2 separate regions of the Acanthopagrus latus genome follow, and region 1 is linked to region 2. The links are chromatin contacts, called in public Hi-C maps. All regions are on one chromosome and are shown on one strand. Each heading gives the region's core, a stretch centred on a gene start, on an enhancer-like site or on the middle of the called end of the contact. The rest is flanking DNA. Distances are from core to core; before and after follow the strand shown.

What was found. Hi-C and Micro-C count contacts between places; a contact is called where the count stands out from the background.
Region 1: a Hi-C map of muscle shows a contact between it and region 2, with 5 times the contacts expected there. The contact joins the promoter of LOC119012804 here to the promoter of disp1 in region 2. A contact is called at or near these places in 2 of 4 Hi-C or Micro-C datasets (both in muscle).

The regions. Positions count from the first base shown.
Region 1 is chr22:24,858,346-24,864,554 of fAcaLat1.1, forward strand. LOC119012804 (protein FAM177A1) reads left to right here and starts at 1,282. Exons shown (of 5, transcript XM_037086962.1): 1 at 1,282-2,738; 2 at 2,991-3,152; 3 at 3,252-3,306; 4 at 3,410-3,504; 5 at 3,669-4,145. The coding sequence starts at 2,718. The coding sequence ends at 3,866. It overlaps brox (BRO1 domain-containing protein BROX), which reads left to right. Exons shown (of 13, transcript XM_037086920.1): 13 at 1-1,127. trnas-gcu (a tRNA gene) reads right to left here and starts at 4,377; the gene lies at 4,296-4,377.
Region 2 is chr22:24,718,330-24,724,980 of fAcaLat1.1, forward strand. disp1 (protein dispatched homolog 1) reads left to right here and starts at 3,165. Exons shown (of 12, transcript XM_037086815.1): 1 at 3,165-3,485; 2 at 5,750-5,824.

The DNA.
Region 1 (6,209 bases), core at 32-2,531, 140 kb after region 2:
ATCGCATTCCCACAATCACCAGGTATACAACGGCACTGGAAGATGACCTGAATGCATTTCAAGCTGAGATTTGTTCACCTCGTCATGAAACACACTTCTAAATGAACAGCGGACAGGCGGAATGAACGGGGCCGCGTGTCATCGCTGGTAGCTGTAGCAGTTTACAATCAATATTTGATTTAGATCACATGATGTTTGTACTGTAGTTCTTTTTGTGCATGACATGTAGCTGTTATGTTTCTTTTTTTTTTACTTCTACTCTTCATTTAAAACAAACGTTATTACTGGATGAGGCTGAATCACTCTTGACTATGTTTAGGGACTGTGTAATATTTCCCTGATTGAAGTAGTTCTTAATTTATTTCTCTTCTTACGTCATGATATTTTTAGTTGAGGACGTGAAACACTTACAGCGGTATATATATGTGTAACTCCAATCATGTTTTTGGTGATAATGATTTTGATTTCTTTTCTGATTGGGTGGACACACCAGAGACACACGATGCTGAGAGGGTGCTGCTGTCAGTGGTGACATGATGTGTGTGTTTGCTGAGCGTTACCTTCCTCCTGAAAGACAAAGATCAGGGCAGAGCGTTTCTCAGATTGAGGTTTGTGTCTGAAGTCCTTTGACGTGCTGCTCACACAAGTTGCTCGTATTGTCAAAACTCCCCACTCTGAAACTAAATGTTGGTTAAAGCATAACTATCGATTGCTGTAAACGTGTATAAACTGTATTATACTGCTCACATGTAGTCATTTATGCCCCTACATGTATATTAGCTTACCTGGGCTTCACGCCAACTGTAGTAAAAATCTAATTTTCTCACTAAATCTCATTATAGCACGACACATTTGCTCTTAATACTGGATCGTATGGGGCTTTCAGTCTAATGGGGTTATTATGATCATGAAGTTTAACCACTGTTTGTTATTATACCTGGAACAGTGAGTTGAACCACAGAAAACAGACCCAGGCTGAGTCCTTTACTTTTGTTCAAGGCTAATCTTTATTAACGCGGTGAGTCAGATCACCGTTCCAGTGCTCACTGCTGTAGCTCATTACTCCTCCACTGTGTCCTTCATGTAAAATGTATTCCAAACTCTATTAAATCATCCATAAAACCGCATTTGTCTGTCTTGTGCTGACACGACTCGACATGATTATTAAATGTTTGGTGAGGTACAGAACCTATCTAAGGGATTCTGTGTTAAAGTGAGTGTATCTCGTCCTCTGTGGATCAGACAGGAGCTCTGGTGATGTGATCAGAGTTATCTCGGCTTCAGAGACGTGTGACGTGTCCTGAATCCACACAAATCTATGAAGTATCGAGGGCAAGACTTGATCCGGAATAAGTCGTCTCAGACTCTGTTTCCAAAATTCGTCCCCCGTCGCTTTGAGAGTTCGATATTAAACTCTGACCAGTCGGTCCATTAAAAACACGTGTGCTGAAAATGAAGACAAATTTAAATACAAGAGTTTCTGAACTTGTGCCGTGCAATTTTTATTACAGCTGAACGTTTCAACATGTCTGTTTTCAGTTAACCAGTTTTTGGCCGACTTGCAAAAATGTGTGTTTTAGTAACACGAAGATAACTCAGGAACCTGAAGGGAGTAAACTAGGATCTCTGGCATCATGATCAAACATCACATTCCTCTAAAGGTTACTGGGATTCAGACACGACCGCATAATGTTTCGTTATTTATGCATCGCCTGAGCTGGGTGGGTTCCACTTTGAGGTTATCTGACGCAGAATGTAACTAAATACACTGATTCACGTTCTGTGGATTTGAGGAACTGGTACTTTCCTATCTGACAGTTTATTCTTCCACTTTTCTATATTTTGTAGCCAAAACTTGATCTTTTTCCTCAGCTGTGTTTGATAACTTCAGATCCTGATGCTGCAGATCAGATTTAAGAACAAATCAATAAAAACAGCAGATAATTGGTCGATCCACAGTAAACAGTCTCTACATACTGTATACAAATACACAGTTAACTTTAACTTGCACGTTTGTTACTTGAGTACATATTGAAATGACTTTGCTGTATTAAGTCTGTTAGAACAGTATGTTAACTAGGTTAATTTGTACTAACCAGCTCAACTAAACTCAAACATGGTTGAGTTTAAAAATGTAGTTATCAGATCCACACGAGGGACTTTCACTTTCACCGAGAAAACATTTTAACATGACATCCTTACTGAAACTCAAATATGACTTTCGGTACCCTAAACCTCATTAAAAATCAATTTGACATTTTAGTGAAGACGTTGTGTCAGTCTGAGTTTAAGGAAAACATCCAGAAAAAGGTTGTTTTCTTGTATTTGAACACTTCATTCACTTCAGTAGGAGGTGTGGTGCTGCAGAAAGGAGATATTATTATGTAGATGTGGTGTTTAGATGTTTGATGTATTCTGAGGGGAGTATTGGAAACATTAACGTTTGACCAGCAGGCAGTAAACCCTGACGGTCTGTAAGCTGTTCTGTAAGCCCAGCCCATCCAGCCCAGGAGTGACACTGACTGCATTACAGCTCTGCAGCTCAGGTTTGCGCTGCTGTATTTGGCTGTCTCAGGTTTCAGGACTGATCCTGTATCCTGTAGTTGTTTTCTTTCTCCACATCGCAGAGTCAACGTGGATGAACACGCAGTTCAGCTGTGACATGAGAAACAACCGACGGTGTCTTTTTGTGAAGGAGGACTTGTAGCATTTGAAGAATGAACAACAGGCACCAGGAAGTAAGTGTTGTAATAATGATGAAAGACAAACAAAGACGTTAGCTTAGGTTGTGTTCAGTTACACTCCAACAACAGTTCACCTTTAACTGCTGCTCGTGTCACTGGTAACTCTGCACTGTGGAGCCTGTTGCACACTGTATATAAAAAAACAAAGGAAAAAGTGAACATGTTGGATCAGGATGAATGTGATATAACAACAATGTGCCGGCTAAAAGACAAAGAACACAACTGAAAGTTAATGTGATCTGTCAGACATCACCAGACATCCAGGAAACAGAGTTTGGCGGTTCTGCCGGGTCCAAACAGAGGAGGACCATCCACTTCTCCAGCGGTGAGACTCTGGAGGAGGAAGACCGCGAGGAGGAAGAGGAGCAGTCGTCGGACAGGCCGCCCTTCAGAGACCCTGCACAGAGGGTGGGACGCTGTCTGAGGCCGCGGTGTCATGTTAAGTAGCATTTAAGTGTTATTAATAAGCACTTTTTTGTTTATGCTCCGTGTTCTCTTCCTCCTCAGGTCAGCTTCTCATTCAAGAATGTGGCCATTCTAGTTGGGAGGATTTCCCTGCTGAGTACGTAACAGGAAATTCAAAGCATAACAATTAAACAGCAGGCCTGACTGTAGCTGGGACGAAAAGTCTCACTGAGTTACTGTGTCGTTGTTTCCAAAACCAGCTTGTGATTTCCTTGGAGAGAGACTAGCTGGTGCTCTGGGACTGAAGGCAGCCAAATACCAGTATGCCATAGACCAGTACAATCGTGACCACAAGGTAAAGTAAAAACTCAGGAGCAACAGCACCGTCAAAAAGAAAACTGCAGCGCCATCTTAGAGACTTCAGCAACAGGACAGGAAATGAGATGGAGCTTCTCTGGCAGCTCTGTGGATGGTTGTATTCTCACTCTTGACTCTGCATTTCCTCCGTCTCACTCACAGACGACAAGCAGCCAAACCACCGACAAACTGAGGGACGGGGAGGCCAAGACCATCCGCCTCTCTCAGGGAGCGGACGGAGCGCAGTATGGAGCTACAGCAGACACGAGATCGCCTCAGAGCTGTGACGACAAACTCATGGACGGGAGCAGAGGATGTCACAACAGAGGCTATCAAGAAGACGAGGACTGTTTGGAATAAAAGCAATAACCTGACGTGGTCTGATGCTGAAGCCTTCGTTTGCACTGAGTATGTTGGATGCAGAAACGTTTTCTGAGAGAAATGATGGGGCTTGTTTTTGTGTTCATGTTAATGTTACAGCAGAACTATGTGGAAATAAAATGACAAAATGAAAGTTGTCTTTGTTTGGATACTACTGTGAAAATGTGATTTATTGTTTAAAATGGTGTTGGACTTTTCTTCACGTAGTTACCAAAAATAAAATGAAAAAAAATAAAATAAATAAAGGTCGGCTGAAAAGAAATGAATGGCTGCTTTTTCCTGTTCGCACAATATCACAACGACGGGTAAAATATAATCATAAATAATATACATGCATAAATACAGACAACCACTCACCGTTCATCACCGTCTGAAACAAATCTGACTGTTAAAAAGAATAAAGGTTACCGACGAGGATGGGATTCGAACCCACGCGTGCAGAGCACAATGGATTAGCAGTCCATCGCCTTAACCACTCGGCCACCTCGTCCGCTGAACCTCAGCTGTCACCGCAGGAATATGACTGTAACACTGTCTGCCTGAAACATTGACACAGAAACATTAAACATCTCGTGTTTTATTAGCTAACCTGGCTACGGGATGAACTTACCATGCTAACGTTAGCTTGCGTGCTAGTATGCCATGCTAATGTAGCAGCTAATGAGCCAAGCTAACGTTAGCTCCGACTGAAACGGCATGTTGTTAAAGTTTCATCTGCATTAATATCTTCTGTCTCCTTCACAAAGCTCGAGCCCTTTACTTAACTTTACTAAGTTAACTAATAATTTATTTAACTATCGATGATTGTTGCTGTCGTCGTGTTAATGTTACTACCTGTTAATAAACTATAAGGTGGTGTTATCATCAGCCTGCTCGTTCAGTGCAATACACATTAACAAGCGCTGAAGTGCATCAGCGTTCAGTCTCCATTCAGTCTCACGATACAAGTGGGAGTATTTTATAAAAGGACTCATGTGAAGAGAACTGAGAGGAATCTGGACATTTTAAAAACACCTGCAGGAAATGTGGAGTTAATATCCAGACAGGCAGCTGCTGGTGCTCACCTGGTGCTCACCTGGGGCCCCTCCTACCTGTCCACCTGAGTCTGAACCTGTGCTCAGGTGCTTTTCACTCAGGTGAAAGAGAGTGTGAGACAGAGTAATGTTTGTCTGGGGATCTGTGGCCATCTAGTGGCTGAATCAGGGACCAACTCTCAGCAGAGAGGTGGATCAGCGCTCAGGTACCAGGAGACAACATAATAGTATATATTAAACAATATATATATTTTTATGAAAAAAAAAGAAGTTTTTCTTGTGAATTAAAAAAACATTCTTGGTGAAAAACATTTTTCTTGTGTGCATGCTCACGATAGAAATAACATGACAGTATACATCTAATACAAAAGTAAAGAGTCAGAGCTGAACGCCGGCTTTTTTCCTTCATGCACATTTTTTTTTGGAGCTCCATTTTCTAAGTTCTAAAATATGTTTGTGTCACAGAATGAATTCATTTTTATGTCATGATACTTTTTCTTTTCATGTTTCGAGATGAGTGGGGTGAAAAAAACAACGACAATAATAAGTTTGACTGTTCTTTGTGAAAAAAAAAATCTTTCTTGTGAAACATTTTTCTTTCAGAAAACGAAAATATTTTTCTTCTCTGTGAAAGAAACACAACTTGTTTATTTCTTGGTGAAAAACAGAAACAGCTTCTCCTCCCAGTGAACAAGACAGTGGAGAGGATATCCTGAGGGTTCTGGACTCGTCTGGACCAATCAAACACACCTGGACCGACTTCCTGTGGCACCATGAGGTAGAGGGCAGTAGGTCTACAGGAGACTAATGAAGAGTAGCGATTAACTAAAGAGCAGAAAGTGAGTGAACCTGGAAAACAAGTCGCCAAACACAGCGTGAGGGTCAGCAGCCAACATGACTCGGTCACACTGGAGGAGCGAGCAGATACAGACCGGTGACGACAGGACAGATACAGCTGGACTCCAACAGAACATGGAGGAAGTTCTGGACAGAACCGCATCTCTGGAGCAAAGAGCAGAAACGCAGGAGACCAGATGGACCAGCGTCTCTGAAGCAGACCTGCGCTGACCTGAAGCAGTAAGTAGCTTGTTTCTTAAAGTGGGTGTGGGGGACATTTAATTAATCTAAATGTACTTAGTGTTGAACCTAATGCAGTTCATTCATTCATTCATACAACAAAACGTGACAGAAAATGTTGCATCTAAAGTGAATCCTAAACCTTCACATGAATGAAATCACACGACACACATCAATGAGCTGGAGGGTTATAACAACATGGCTTAATAAG
Region 2 (6,651 bases), core at 1,915-4,414:
AAAAGCAGCTTTAGCAACACTAAGCTGCCCTTTTTAAAAAAAAAACAAAAAACTATACTGTTTTACTTCCTCGCTGTTGGGAGTTTTAATCAAAGACACAGCTTGAATAAAATGGAAAGTGATGTTCAGAGCAGATGGAAAGACGAACATGCTTTGTGTCGGGTACGATCGATGGTACATCTAATGCATGGTTTGACCCGGAGGTCACGCTGGGACAATCAGAACCGGGCAATGCAGAGAACAAGTGCTCTGTTCTCCTTTAATAACAAAGTGCTTTTGAAGAAGACAGACCTAACCTGCCACAGTGGAGGTGTTAAGTAGTCAGAAGCTTTTTGAAACATTTGTAACGCACAATAGAAAATGATGAATATTAATGCTGTTCAAGCAGTTGTCTATGTGACCTAGCAGTCATGAATAATGCATGATGGACTCGTAGTGCTCATATAAGGCGCTTATGGTTCCATATTTACGGTTCATTATATGAGATATATTTTAGCGTTCACTTGGAATGGAGCACCTCAGTTTCTGTAAATGAGGTGTGCTGCTAAAGCTGCTCTGCAGAGTGTGTGCAACACACAGTTTAATAGTCATACTGCCCCCATGTGACAACTGCAGCAACCAAAATGATTCCAGGAGAATAAATTAGGTGGTTTTTTTTTTTTATCCCTGTTCTTTATGTGTTGCTGTAAATCTGTTCCTCGCTGCAATCACAGCAGTTGACACTCATGAAACAAACTGAATATTGTCCACAAACCTCCTGTTTCCACTTATTTTAGTCCTCCTGGTGGGCAAACAAAGCAATTTATTTTTCGTCTGAGGAGAAAAAGGAACACATTTATGAATGTCAAGGTTTACCTCCTGGCCCTGACACTGGAAAATAAAACTAGGCTGCATTCAAGATGATTTTATAAACTTGATAGCTCAGCTGGTGAGTGTATGCCTCGTGTTCAAACGTCCCACGCTGCAGCCCGTTGCTGTAATGTTGGACTACTCATTTATCAGGGCTGATATTCAGCTTTTTTTCATTATTTTCATCACATTATTGTACTGGTGTTTTTTTGTGTGTCTGATGGGCGGATAAAATAAATTGATAAAAAAAATGTTGTCTCTGTTTTGTCTCTGATACAGAATCCGTTCTGTCTGTCGTCACCATTCTGTGGTCTCCACTCTACTAGTTTCACAAGATATCAAATAAATGTAGTTGACTGTAAATAAAGCAAAGTAGCAGAACATGATAAATTATGATTTAAAGAACCTAAAAATCTTACCTGAATACAGTAATTCTAAGTTCTCTATTGTAGGCAACTAAACTTGTTTGAGTTTGTTGAAGACGTTTCACTCCTCATCCAAGAGGCTTCTTCAGATCTAACTAACTGGAGGTGAGCTGCAGGCATTTAACCTATGTGGGAGTGTCCTTGCAGGGTGTGGGGGTGTCCTTAAATACTGTGGAAGTGTCCTTACAGAGGTAGGGAGTGCCCTTACATAGTGTGGGAGAGTCCTGACAGAGTGTGGGACTGTCCTTACATAGTCATTAAGGACATGTGTGAGCTCTGAGATTAAGAGTCGTTAGGGCCTCTTGTGGGTCATTGACCCAACCAGCCTTCATGTAGGTCTCTCAGGCCAGGTGAGTGCAGGTGTGAATGGTGGTTAAGCTGTCTGGTGAGAGAATTCAGTACAGTAGGTACTGTAGATGGGTGATCAGGACACTCCCACACAGGGTTTAAAAGCCTGCAACTTCCCGTGAGTTAGTTAGAACTGAAGAAGCCTCTCGGATGAAACAGAAACTTCTTCAAGAAACTGAAACAAGCCCAGGTGCCCACGAACTTAGAAGCACATGACCTGGCTGACTGAGAACCTTCAGCACTGAAAAACAACATACCGGTCGACCTCTGTTGTAACTGCTTTGTAAGCTCCCTAGTGCAATTTCTGTCTTTTCAAATGCAAGTATCTCTGATTACACAAATCATTAGAGTGCGTTCTGCTCAGGTTTTCCAGTTTCTTCATGTGTGCCGGCTCGCTGACGTGCACTCACAACTGAATGGAGCTGAGCCGTTGCTAATGAATGTTATTTGTTCCACCTGTGCTTTCAAACTGCAGCAGTGAGAGAAGTCTGTCCCTCACCTGAGTAATCTGTGCACCTGTCGCAGCCGGTACATATGTTCGAGCAGAGCGCAGGCAGTGACAGTGAAAGGTATTCATGAGTTGACCCTGATGTATTCATTTAATGCACTTTTCAACAGCAGAGGGAGAGTAAAACCATTTTAATGGTGTGTAATTTCTCAGAGTGCTTTGGTTTTTCCAATTTCCTCCACATTTAGTGGCTCTCCCTGGCCTCCACCTCCCTCCACCTCCTCCTATCTCCGGCTCGTTCATCGTGTCACAAACATCCGCCAAGTGCTTTGCTGCCATTACTGTAGTTAAGAAGGACAAACCAGAACATTATTTGTGATTATAAATAAATATATTTGCTTTTATCTCCAGCCTTTAGTCCTTTCATATACATCTGAGTAGTTATTTCACATTACCATAAAGTGTTTTGCCCTTTTAGTCGACTATAATGTAGCATTAGCAGCTAATAGCTTTCAGAACCTAAACAGAAGAAAAATGACATTCAGAGTGTTTTTTCGTTCACAGTTACAATGAAGTCTGAACGGACTGTTTCAGTTCAGTCGTTCCCTGTCTCTCCAATAACTTCTGTGAATTTCTACACTGGCCTGTATTTTCACACCTAGCTTGAAATATATCCCACTGTCTTCATTTTTACCAGTTAAAAAAAAAAAAAACAATTAAAAAATTCCAAAAATGTTTTCCTAACTGGTTTTACAATGCCTACGATAGAGGGTTAATATAATAAGACCACAAGGGCGAAAAGGCAAAAACAGAATAATATAAGTTAAATGGTTGGTAAGACATAATAACTGTTATATATCATTAAAAGAAACAATTCTCCACTATAAATAATGGCATATTTATAGTTAACTAAACTTGATTTAACTCTTAACAAGCAATGAAATGCTTCATAAACTATTTATTTATTTAATTTTGAGTTTGAGGCACTGATGTTATTGTTTCAGTCATTACTGGTCAAAATGTGGAGGATTATATATGGGTGCATGTAGAGGTGGAGGTGCGGGACATCAGTACTTCTAGAATCCTGGCTACGGCCCTGCGCCGAACGAGACTGCAAGGAGACAGGAGACAGGAGTCTAGGAGACAGGAGTCTAGGAGACAGGAGTCTAGGGCGCTTGGTTCCCTCCTAGTTCCCTTCGAAGCTCCCTACATTCCTCCAGAAACCAGCTAGCGGCTCCGGAGCGAACAAGAAGTTAGTGCGCAGCTGCCCACTCAACATGGTCTGATGCCCGGAGAGAGGAGACATCAGCATCCGACAGAGAAACAACCGAAGTGGAGGAGCAGGAACACTTTTCTCCTTCGTCCGTCCTGCTGTCAGCGTGTGTGTCCGTCCTGCCCGCAGTGTGTGAGTCCGTGTGAGTCCGTGTGTGTGAGGCGGAGAGCGGAGCTGTTGTTCAGCCAGCTGTTTTGGTCAGCGCGGTTAGCTGGCGGCGGCTAGCAGCTAATGTGAACTTAGCTAGCATGTTGAGAGCAAACATCAGTTTTTTGGGGTTGTTTCGGTGGTGAAATGGAGCCGAATGATCCGAACTGGGATCTCCCAGTGATGGTGAGACGTGAGAGCTGGATCAGGTTCGGAAAGAGGTGTCGGAAAGGTTGAGGCTAGTTCGGCTGAGACGGGTCCACTGAGATTTGATATATGAACGTTAAAGGCCGGAGCTAATCACGAAAACGTCTCCTTAATTGACACGAGAATAAAACCTCAGCCTGTAATTAACAGGACAAACTTAAACACAACGCGTTAATTCACATTTGAGCGTGTTACAGTCACAGCTGTTACAACTAGCTTGTCATAAAAAGTGTAAAAATGTCGATTTATTGATCGTTTGTGCGTTTTTTTTAGTCGCTGAACCGTGAAGCAGCATCTGTTGGGAGACAACATGTTAGCAGTGAAATCCTGTGGTTCTGCTCTCCTGCTGGGCTCGGCTGCACTGTTCCAGAACATGTCAGCTGAGTGGAACCAGAAGCTGATCCACTTCATTTATTTGGACACCTGCATGTGTGAGCAGGAGCTGTGTTCTGCCTGTGACTGAAGCTGCTGAGTCAGCTGACATCAGTTTCATCACGATGCGATATTATATCGATTCTTTGGACAAGATGCGATATTTGCAGATATCACAGAGTCTGTCGCGACACGGTATTGATTCGATTAGATACATAGATGATCGATGACATCACATGCCAAGGTCTTTTCACAAAATAACACAATGACATCATCATCAGTATGTTGGATTGTGACGTCACAGTGCTTCTTTTGTCCAAAACTCAAAGACTCTTCATTTACTGTCAATAATGACAAAGCAAAGCAATACATGAGTGAAGCAATTGATTGATTATTAAAAAAGTTAATTATTTATTTGCTTTAAATCGACTGATCTGTCTCCAAACACTCCTGAATCCACCCTGTTATAAAACCTTTTTGCATTCCTTGGCTTCTACAGATGTTATATTGCGTTGACATCAGTATATGCGATCTGCAGTGGTGGTGAAAAGTTCACATACACTTGAAAAGAACATGAACATCATGGCAGACTTAAGATCACATCATTTCTAAATCAGGATAGAATTGAGGTTTTGGAGTCCGTGTCAGGAAGTTAACAGATTTAATTAAACTTTACTGATTCTGTCAAGAGAATTCAGGCAGTCGATCACCGTTTGATGGATATCTGAAGCTCCTGACTGAAGAGAAAATGGCCAACAAACATTTAATCAAATATTAGAATCACTGTACGTATATTTCTGAGCCAGCAGATTTTGGTCACATTTTCAGAAGACGTGTAATGAATGAATTACTGAACCAAACTTCATGAATGTTTTAGTGACAGAGTAGTTTGTGTTGACAGAAACATGCGAGCTGTAGAAGTCACTGGAGCTGAGGGCTGCTCTGATGTACATGTTGTTTATGAGTGGATGTAAACGTCAGCCACTTCTTTTAATATGAGATTTAAGATTCAGTTAACTTCAGATTTGATAACAGAGGACAAAGTAAGTAGACTGGTGCTGCTGTGACCGTGTGGACGGGTCACTGAGCTCTGTGTCAGTAGTTTGTTTTGCAGGTTTTTCTCTCACGAGCATTAGTGAACTAATCCTCCTCTTATAGCTTCTCAGCATCATACGAACGTGACCAGGAGCTCTGGAGCCAAACAACTGTTTAGGAGCACACGTGGAAAATGAAAGGCAGAGAGCACCGGGTCAGTGGGTCGGGCCGAGGGGAAATATGAGGCTGTTTGTGACGGTCCTCTGGTCCGGAGGGTCGCTGCTGCTTTGCTCTGACAGAACCATGCTCACTCAGAGATGCTCACCGTCTGGTTTTTAGATCGGACCTGACTGAAGTCTTCTGTCTATGATTGTATGATTGATGGTTCTTGAAGTTTGTGAGTCCGGCTGTGATCTGCAGTGTTTCACGTCACCAGAACTGTCGTTTATCTCCCTCCAGTTTGAACTGAAATACGCCAGATAACAGAGAGAAGAATCTGTTTTTAAAGCTTTTAAAACCAGGAGAAGACAACACCTCTGTCACATCACAATATGATGATGTAATATTTGATTAGGCCAGTTTTTGCTGCTTGTTTCCAGATAAAAGTATTTTTTTAGTGATTTCTCAATGTTTTCCTTCTATCAGAGCTTCCTGAAGGCTGCCAGGTGAGATCACCGAAAGAAGGAAACTCAAACACCGAGCTCACCCGAAGAATTTAAAGTAAGCAACACACACACACACACACACACACACACACACACACACACACACACACACACACACACACACACACAGACTAGCTTCATTCATGTTTTCTAAACTAATTGAGATCATCAGAAAAACCTCAATGAGCAAAATCGTTCACACACGAGCTAATTGCAGCCATGTTTTAATTGATCCTGCTTCTGTTTTGCATTACTTGGTGATGACAAATAGTTTTATTTTCCTCACTTCGTGCATCTGTACGTTCGTCTCTGAAGCCGGGCAGACCTCAGTCTCTGTGATCCTCTTGTAGTTGCATGCATCGTTCACAATCGGCCACTAAGGGGCAGTCTCATGCTAGCTATTCCTCTGCATCAGCCCCGTCGTCCTGCTCTACTGATGCTTCCCTGACATGTTTCATGTTTGATGTATATAAGAAGTTTGTGGACACAAGTTGATTAACAGGTTGCCGTTGTGCAGCTGACACTGAAATCCTCTTCCTGATATGATAACATTTACTGTAAAGTTTGTCGGGCCACGAGGCTGGAGACAGCTCCACGTCTGTCCCGTGAAACTGTCTGTGTTAGAAACTTGTTTGGCGACTACAACAGCTCTGTTGTTTCTTCAGGAAATGCACAGAGGCCCATTATGTGTTAACTTAATTTTGCCCCAGCAGATGATATTTTGTGGCCGACCTCCCACTGAATGAACTCTGTATGGTCTTTAATCAATCGCGGAAGTGTTTTTTTTTTTTTTTTTTTTTTTTTTAACACGTTTCGTCAGTTGTGGCTCGTTAAGCAAACTGTATCAGTGTAACAACCGTCTCATTGATGTTTTGTGGTGAT